2 separate regions of the Sus scrofa genome follow, and region 2 is linked to region 1. Evidence: chromatin contacts called from public Hi-C data. All regions are on one chromosome and are shown on one strand. The core of a region is the stretch at or near the end of the contact, and the rest is flanking DNA. Distances in the headings are between cores, read along the strand shown.

Region 1 (4,124 bases), core at 1,347-3,846:
TGTAGGCCAGCAGCTACAGGTCCGATTTGACCCCTAGCCTGGGAACTTCCGTATGCCTTTGGTGCAGCCCAAGAAAAGACAATAATAATAATAATAACTATTATTATTATTGTGCTATCAATACCACAAAACACTAGGACTAATATGAAGGAACCGTGCAACATGTACATGAATCTGTTCTTGCTCTGGTCTTAGTCATCTCATTTTACTCAAGTGTGAAAATTCATATAACCTTAATAACAAACTATCTTCTACCCCAATTCTCTTTTGAGGTTGTTCTTGCTGGACCAAGTAACAAAATTAGAAGCAAATAATTCTGCATAAACAAATTTCATTACTTCAACGTTTAAAATTTAATGAGCATCATGGTCCACTAATGTTTTCTTTAAATATGATTAGTATTTTTCTCCTTTGCTGTGTTTACAGAATTCTCATGAGATCTTATTCTCTTTGGACTCAACAATTTGATTAGTTGTCTCCCTCTTGCTGTGAGATTAACATATCTATGAATGTTTGAAAATAGACCCTGTAGCCAGAATCTGATTTTTGTCTTGAAACATCTTATAAAGCTGGATGATGTACCCCAAAATATGTGGAAGGACGAAGACTGAGAAATCATTTATTTTGTAAAACAACTTATAGTAGAAGAATCTCTGCATAGTACCATTCTTTCACATTTAATCATTGAAAACTGTTTTAGAATAGCTTGAAAATCAAGCAAATTCACTGATTTGTGTTATTCCATAGCAACCCAACACTAAAGAAAATACTGAACCGAGAGGCTTGTGCCCACAAATAACCTTGCCTCTGCCTTGGGGAATCCTACGAAATTCCAGAAACATGAGCCGATGCTTTAGTAACTATAACAATGTTATCAAATACAAACACACAAGGCGTTCTTTTCCAAAGTGAGTCTACAAACATTGGGATTTCCTACTCAAGAGTGTTTTCATTGGAGAGAGCTTCAACAGGGTGAAAAGTTTAAACAGTGCCGCACCCTCGGCACATGGAGGTTCCCAGGCTAGGGGTCCAATCGGAGCTGTAGCCGCCAGCCTAGGCCAGAACCACAGCAACGCGGGATCCAAGCCACGTCTGTGACCTATACCACAGCTCACCACAACGCTGGATCCTTAACCCTCTGAGCAAGGCCAGGGCTCAAACCCACAATATCATGGTTACTAGTTGGGTTCCTTAACCACTGAGCCACGATGGGAACTCCCACAATAGGATTTTGAAGTCTCAATATCACATCCTCTGTTTTTCTTTTCTTACTGTGACTTACTTTATGATGTAGTAACTCATCAGGCCTCTTCATGCCTCAGAAGACAATAGTGCTGTGATTTTGAGTTGTATCTTTATTTTTGAGGTTACCACCAGAGACAAAGTACTAAAAAAAAAAAGCCATATTAAATAAGATATGAATTTGTGGTTATTGTTGTTCTGTTTATAAGGAAGCTTTAGAAAAGGTGAAACTATGGTGACAGAAAGCACCTTAGGGGTTGCCCAGGGCTGGGGTTGGGAGCAGAAGTTTCTGCAGAAGGGAAGAGGGATCTTTCTGAGGGGATGGAAGTGTTCTCAGATGGGCTGGGCTGTGATGACAGGTGCACCGCACAACTGCATGCATATACCCAAGGCCACCGAACCCAGTACTAAGAGTGGTATCTAAATCATACCTCCATAAAGAGGCAGTCTTTCTGCAGCTCCCCTTCCCTCATTGGAAAGGCTAAGTCTTCACCATGGCCCCCAAGGCCTGGTGTGATCTGGCCCCCTCCCTGCCTCTCTGTGCTCACTTCTCTCCCCTCATGCACCCGCCCCTCCCCCATTGGCCTCCTCACTGTACCTTCATCATTCCAGGCACCTCCCATCACCTCCCACGGCAGAGCTTTGGCTCTGGCTGTTCTCCTCCCCCCAAACACTCTTCCCCAGGTGTCTGCAGAGTCCCTCTCTCACATTCTTCGGGTCTGTCACTCTCAGAGAAGTCCTTCCAGAACACCCTATTTAAAAGACAGAAATTCCCGTCGTGGCACAGTGGTTAACGAATCCGACTGGGAACCATGAGGTTGCGGGTTCCATCCCTGGCCTTGCTCAGTGGGTTGAAGATGCGGCGTTGCCGTGAGCTGTGGTGTAGGTCGCAGACACGGCTCGGATCCCGTGTTGCTGTGGCTGTGGTGTAGGCCGGCAGCTACAACTCTGATTAGACCCCTAGCCTGGGAACCTCCATATGCCTTGGGAGCGGCCCTAGAAAAGGCAAAAAGACAAAAAAAAATAAATAAAAGACAACCCTCCTACCCATCCCCCCTTGCTCCCCACCCCCCCTCCCCAAATATCTTTCTTTCCATGGCCCTTATCGCCATCCGAGCTGCTGTGTATTTCCCTTATTTACCTTGTTCACTGTATGTCCCTGTCCACCCTCTCCCCTTCCTTCCGGAGCAGAGCTCCAAGCGGGAGGGGCCTCTGTTTTTTTCCCAGCTGTGTCTTCCAGCATTAGCACAGGATTAGCACATTAGCTGAAGGAATGAATGGCAGGGCTCTGGGTCCTGTGTCTGAGCCCATGACTACAGGCAGAGCAGGCTGGCTGGGGTGTGAGTCTGGGCCGAGCATCTGGCTGCTCTGTGCTGGGCCCCACGAGTCAGGACGGGGTAGCGGCGGCTGTGGACAGAGCAGTGACTAAGACACTGTTCTTGCTTTTGGACTTCTGTTTCCAATCTCTCACAATTCGTAGGAACATCTGCTAAGCGGCCCAGGAGGGCTGAGAAGCAGCTGAGACCCTGAGGGCCAGGCAGGGGCCAGGAGGCAGCCTGACTTTCCAGCAGGTCCTTGCTGGCTGCCAGTTTCCACCCACGATGGGCATCAGGAAATTCCATCTCAGCCTAGCTTCTGTTTCAAAGTCCATTCATTCCAGGTATACTAAGCTCTTGCTTTGCCCTTGGCTCTGAGCTTGGCAGCCCTGGGGACACAGTGCTGATGGAGTCTCTGTCCTCCTGGGGCACCTAGTCCAGTGGGAAAGACATACAAATTGGCCCCCAGATGGTGATAACCCCGGGTGGGCAGGGCTGGGTTAGGGAGCTAGTCTGGCTTCAGAGCCCAGAGGCGTCACTTGACCCAGTCTGAGGGGGTCAGAGAGACTTCTGGGGGAGAGGGTGTCTGTGATCTGTGGGACCAGGGAGGTTCAGCCAGGTAGAGGGGGGGAATGGGAAAGGTATTATGAGAGGTAGTAAGCCGCACTCTTGGAAATAAAAAAAGCTGACCCTCCTCTAGTCCAGTGCTTCTCCAGCAGGAGTGAGTCTGAGAACATTCGGCAACGTCTGGAAGCATTTTTGTTTATCACAGCTGGGGAGTGTGTGCGCTACTGATGTCCAATAAGCAGAAGCCAGGGATGTTCCCACACATGCCGCAACACACAGGACAGCCCCCCAACTCCAAATGTCAGCAGCACCAAGAGTAAGAGATCCTAGTCTAATCTGAAGACAAGTCTGGCTGCCCAAAGCCTTGATATGCTCAAGAGTTTGTTCTTTATCCGCAAGGCAGAGATAGGCTTGAAAGGTTTTAAGCAGAGATAGGACAAGAGAAGATTCTAGGTGTGTCTGGAAACTCATGGCTGTCAGGGCATCTTGAGCCCTGGTCTCTCTGACCCTACCTCCCAACCTCCTGCAATAAACAACGGAACTTCAGAGGAGGAGAGACTTCCTTTCAGCAAGCCTGGGAAGCCCCTGAGGACAGGGAGGAGAGCACTAAGGTGATAAGACATTTCTTAGGCTGCCTCCAGGACAGGCCCAGGTTGGGGTGGTGGAAAGATTCAGGTATGCCGGGCTCTTTCATAACAGTCTTATCGTGGCATCCTCCCCAGGTGACATTACTTGACCTTTCTCAGGGCTCCGTCAGTCCCTGGCACAGTCCTTTTTCACCACCCTAGTCCTCTAGAACTTTTAAGTCTGTTTATACATGTCTCCTCTCCCACTGCACTGAAGCCAGGGACAAGGCTGGAGCCACCGCTGTGGCCCATCACACGGTTGGCCCCCTGTCCATTCCTTCCACTTACTGCTGGAGACGTGAAGCCCCAAAGAGGCACAAGACCTGCCCAAGGTCACACACAATCAGCTTCATCCTTGTCGCCTAGTTCACAC
Region 2 (3,720 bases), core at 1,001-3,500, 220 kb after region 1:
TATCTACACTGTAACTGACCTTGAAAGTTCAAGGTCAATGTCGGTGATACTGGAAGGTTTTTTGTTGGTTTGTTTTAGATTAGTGGGCACACACCCTAGTAATAGGCCTAATATAAAAAGCCTCATGACTCTAAATAGTATTATTAATTGATTTAGGAAAAATAGTTCCGTGTTTCATTTGTCAAGTTTCTTTTGTTAACCATTTAGTAAGTTCAATATATGCCATGTAAATTGAGTTTACCAGTAGGGTTCATCCAAGGAAAACTGTAATAGGATTGGTCTTTAATATTGGTAAATTAAAACAAACCAATTTATTCATATTCAAGTCTGCAAAATAAGCAGAATTTAAGGGAAGAAAATCTTTGTTTCGAGGAGTAAGCAAAGAATGTAGGGAAATTCAGAGTTTACTATTAAAGATTTTTTCCTTTAATTTACTAAATCACACGGAGAGTAATTTATTATGGTTATTATGCCATAAATTAAATTATTTTATACTATATCACCATATATTAGATATAAATCTGTTTTTCAGTGCCCTTTTAAAGGTATAGTGAGTAGAACCCAGAACAGTGGGCTCCTTCTCTTAAAAGTAAAAGGAAAGAAGGAAGGAAAAAAGGAGAGAAAGAGGCAGTGAAAAAAAGGAGAAAAGGAGGAGAGAACAAGGAAAAATTGAAATGAGCTAGTCTTCACAATTGCAAAAATCATGTATGTAAATTAACTTTATCTCCCTGTATTTTCACTCGAAGTCAGAATTTCATTTACCCACAAAAAAGACGTAAAGAATCTGGGTTTTTTTTTTCCACACTAACCTGATGTATTTGTTGACATCCTGGTATGATCCTTTGTTTAGAACTTCTGTGTATGATGTCCTTAAGATGTTTGGTTTGGGTCGAACCATCATAGCCAAACCAGCTTCCAGTAGCTCCAGGCTTTTTTTTTGGCCTGTGGCTACATAACCCCAACCTCAGCCTCTGGCTTTCTATGGCCTTCTGTGGGTGTGTGTGTGTGTGTTCTTATAAGAACATTTGTCATTGGATTTATAGCCTGTCCAGATAATCCACGGTGATCTTATCTTTAGACCCTTAGTTACATTGCAGAAACTCCTTTTCCAGATAAGTTTGCATTCACTGGTCCGAGGGTCAGGCCATGGACCTACCTTTTGGAGGGCCACCATTCAACCCACCATACCTGTACTGGTCATTGAGGATGAGCAGATACACACAACGTTAATTTTTCCTGACATATTTATGTAAACCTAGAGTAACCTCTTAGGGAAGAAGAACTAATGAGAAGTACAAAGTGCTCTATAAATTCTACACTGTTTGATATAGGAAATTATTTTCATGCCTGTTGCATTATAAACGCTTGGATCCAAATACCAGCATGCTTTTTACTGGAAATCAGAAGGGCCATAACCATGAAATAATGAATTCTAAGTTATAGTTTCTATCCATTGTATCTCATTTGCTTCAATAATTTTTGAAAATTATGTAAATTTATTTACATGATTATACTCCATACCGCTCTCTAAGCTAAAAACAGGTTTTAACTAATGAGAAACATCTTAAACACATATCCTGAGTTTATACAGAAAACAAACTCATTTCCTCTAGAGAAAAGCTAATTTATTATATTACATGTATATAAATATATTTAAATTTAAATTCAAATATATATTTAAATAAATAAAATGGCATGTATATGCCATTCACACTACAGTTTGAATATATTTCTGTTATTTAGAGTGTTTTTCCTATTCCTCCAAGATGTTTTAGTTCTCAAAAATGAGTACAAGGAGGTCCCCTTGTGGCTCAGCGGTTAACAAACCCCACTAGCATCCCTGAGGATGCGGGTTCGATCCCTGGCCTCGCTCAGTGGGTTAAGGATCTGGCATTGCTGTGAGGTGTGGTGTAGGTTGCAGACATGGCTCGGATCCCGAGTTGCTGGGGCTCTGGCGTAGGCCAGCGGCTACAGTTCTGATTGGACCCCTAGCCTGGGAACCTCCATATATGCCAGGTGCGGCCCTAAGACCAAAGAAAGAAAAAAAAAAAAAAAAAGAGCACAACCATGTTACAAAGTATCACTCTGAAGGATACTATCAAATTTTTATCTCCAGAGAAAATAAGTTTTAGTTAGTCCTATGTAAATTGAGCATGAATTCGTCTGTGGAAATCTGAAGCATATGAGTGTCAGAGAGTAACCAGACTGGACAGTGAGAACATGCTTCTGCTGTACTGCTGCAGTTTGTGGAGCAGCAGGTTTTTTTACTCACTGCATTCTTCTGGAATACTCTTTTCAAACTCGTCTGCTCTACTCATAGTTGTGTCATTGTTTCTCAGCCTTTACAAACAGAGAAATGGGCTATCAGAGAGGAGGTGGTTTTTCCGTCCGGTAATCACTGCCTTTACAGTCATTGGTTTTTAATCTCTTCCACATTAGGATCATATAAGGAAAGGGAAAGTTTCCATCACTTCCTGATTCCAGTAGAAAACATCTGTCTAAAAATAAGTTGCTCTTTCACCTCACGCAATTCCCTTTCCTCTTTCTCCACACAGCACACATCATTGGTCATACCCTTGAGTCATGTTTGTAAATACTCGAAAGCTCGCTCTTTTCCTCCTTCTCACGCAATTCCAGCGTGAACTTTTAGTTTTATTTTGATGTTGAATAATCCTTAATGAATAATTGCGAGCAGTGCTAGACAAGAAATAAGCTGAATAATAGGAAAAATCACTTAAGAGAAAAAGGTTTCTCAAGTTTCAAATAAGCAAAGTAAATATACATGAGATTGTCAGAGAAATATAATCACATTTAGCTTAACAGTTTATGAAACAGAGGCCTTAATATAAATGAAGGCCTTTGTCTTCCCAGATTTTCATTTCTCAGTAAATGGCATGGAGAGAGGCGATCAACTTAAAATTCAGGAAATTTCAGAAGCACCAAGAATAGTGAAAGGGAATTCCCATCGTGGCTCAGTGGTTAACGAATCCGACTAGGAACCATGAGGTTGCAGGTTCGATCCCCGGCCTTGCTCAGTGGGTTAAGGATCCGGTGTTGCTGCGAGCTATGGTGTAGGTTGCAGACGAGGCTCGGATCCCACGTTGCTGTGGCTCTGGCGTAGGCCGGCGGCTACAGCTCCAATTGGACCCCTAGCCTGGGAACCTCCATATGCCGTGGGAGTGGCCCTAGAAAAGACAAAAAAAAAAAAAAAAAAAGTTTTTTTTCTCTAAATTTAAGGTGTTGTTTTAAACACTTATTTTCTGAGATACAGATGACTGAATTTTTTAAAAATTGGAGTTCTCCTTGTGGCTCAGCAAGTTAAGAGCCCCACATAGTGTCTGTGAGGTTGTGGATTCTATCCTTGGCCTTGCTCAGTGGGTTAAGGATCCTACGTTGCCATGCCCGTGGTGTGGGCCTGCAGCTGCAGCTCTGATTTGATCCTTGTTCTGGGAATGTCCATATGCCATGGGTGAAGTCATAAAAAGAAAATATATATATATAAATTATATATATGTAATATATATGTATATATATATATTATCTCATTTAATCCTCACAGCAATGCTCATGAAGATAATAGTAGTAACTTTATTTTACAACTCATTCATTTACAAATGAGTTGATGAGAAGTAAGAAACGGCTGACCTGTAGATAAAATGAGGTCAAAAGTCTGCTACTTCAGGGATAGTACCCAACATGGTCCATGTTTGTTTGTTGCTA

Evidence for each region. Hi-C and Micro-C count contacts between places; a contact is called where the count stands out from the background.
Region 2: a contact with region 1 is called in a Hi-C map of embryonic fibroblasts, with 2.3 times the contacts expected there. The contact joins two enhancer-like sites. A contact is called at or near these places in 1 of 47 Hi-C or Micro-C datasets (embryonic fibroblasts) and 1 of 2 datasets of contacts at active chromatin or transcription factors (skeletal muscle).

Annotation. Positions count from the first base shown.
Region 1 is chr9:127,928,260-127,932,383 of Sscrofa11.1, forward strand. The region is part of intron 6 of PLA2G4A (cytosolic phospholipase A2); the gene reads left to right. Among named protein-coding and RNA genes, the nearest start is that of PTGS2, 71 kb to the left of the region's middle. Within about 2 kb of position 2,597, at least 11 of the 83 cell types and tissues checked have an H3K27ac peak or open chromatin away from gene starts, as enhancers often do. A contact at or near this core is called in embryonic fibroblasts, where this site is marked.
Region 2 is chr9:128,147,186-128,150,905 of Sscrofa11.1, forward strand. All of the region lies in intron 20 of PLA2G4A (cytosolic phospholipase A2), which reads left to right. Among named protein-coding and RNA genes, the nearest start is that of PTGS2, 290 kb to the left of the region's middle. Within about 2 kb of position 2,251, at least 21 of the 83 cell types and tissues checked have an H3K27ac peak or open chromatin away from gene starts, as enhancers often do. A contact at or near this core is called in embryonic fibroblasts, where this site is marked.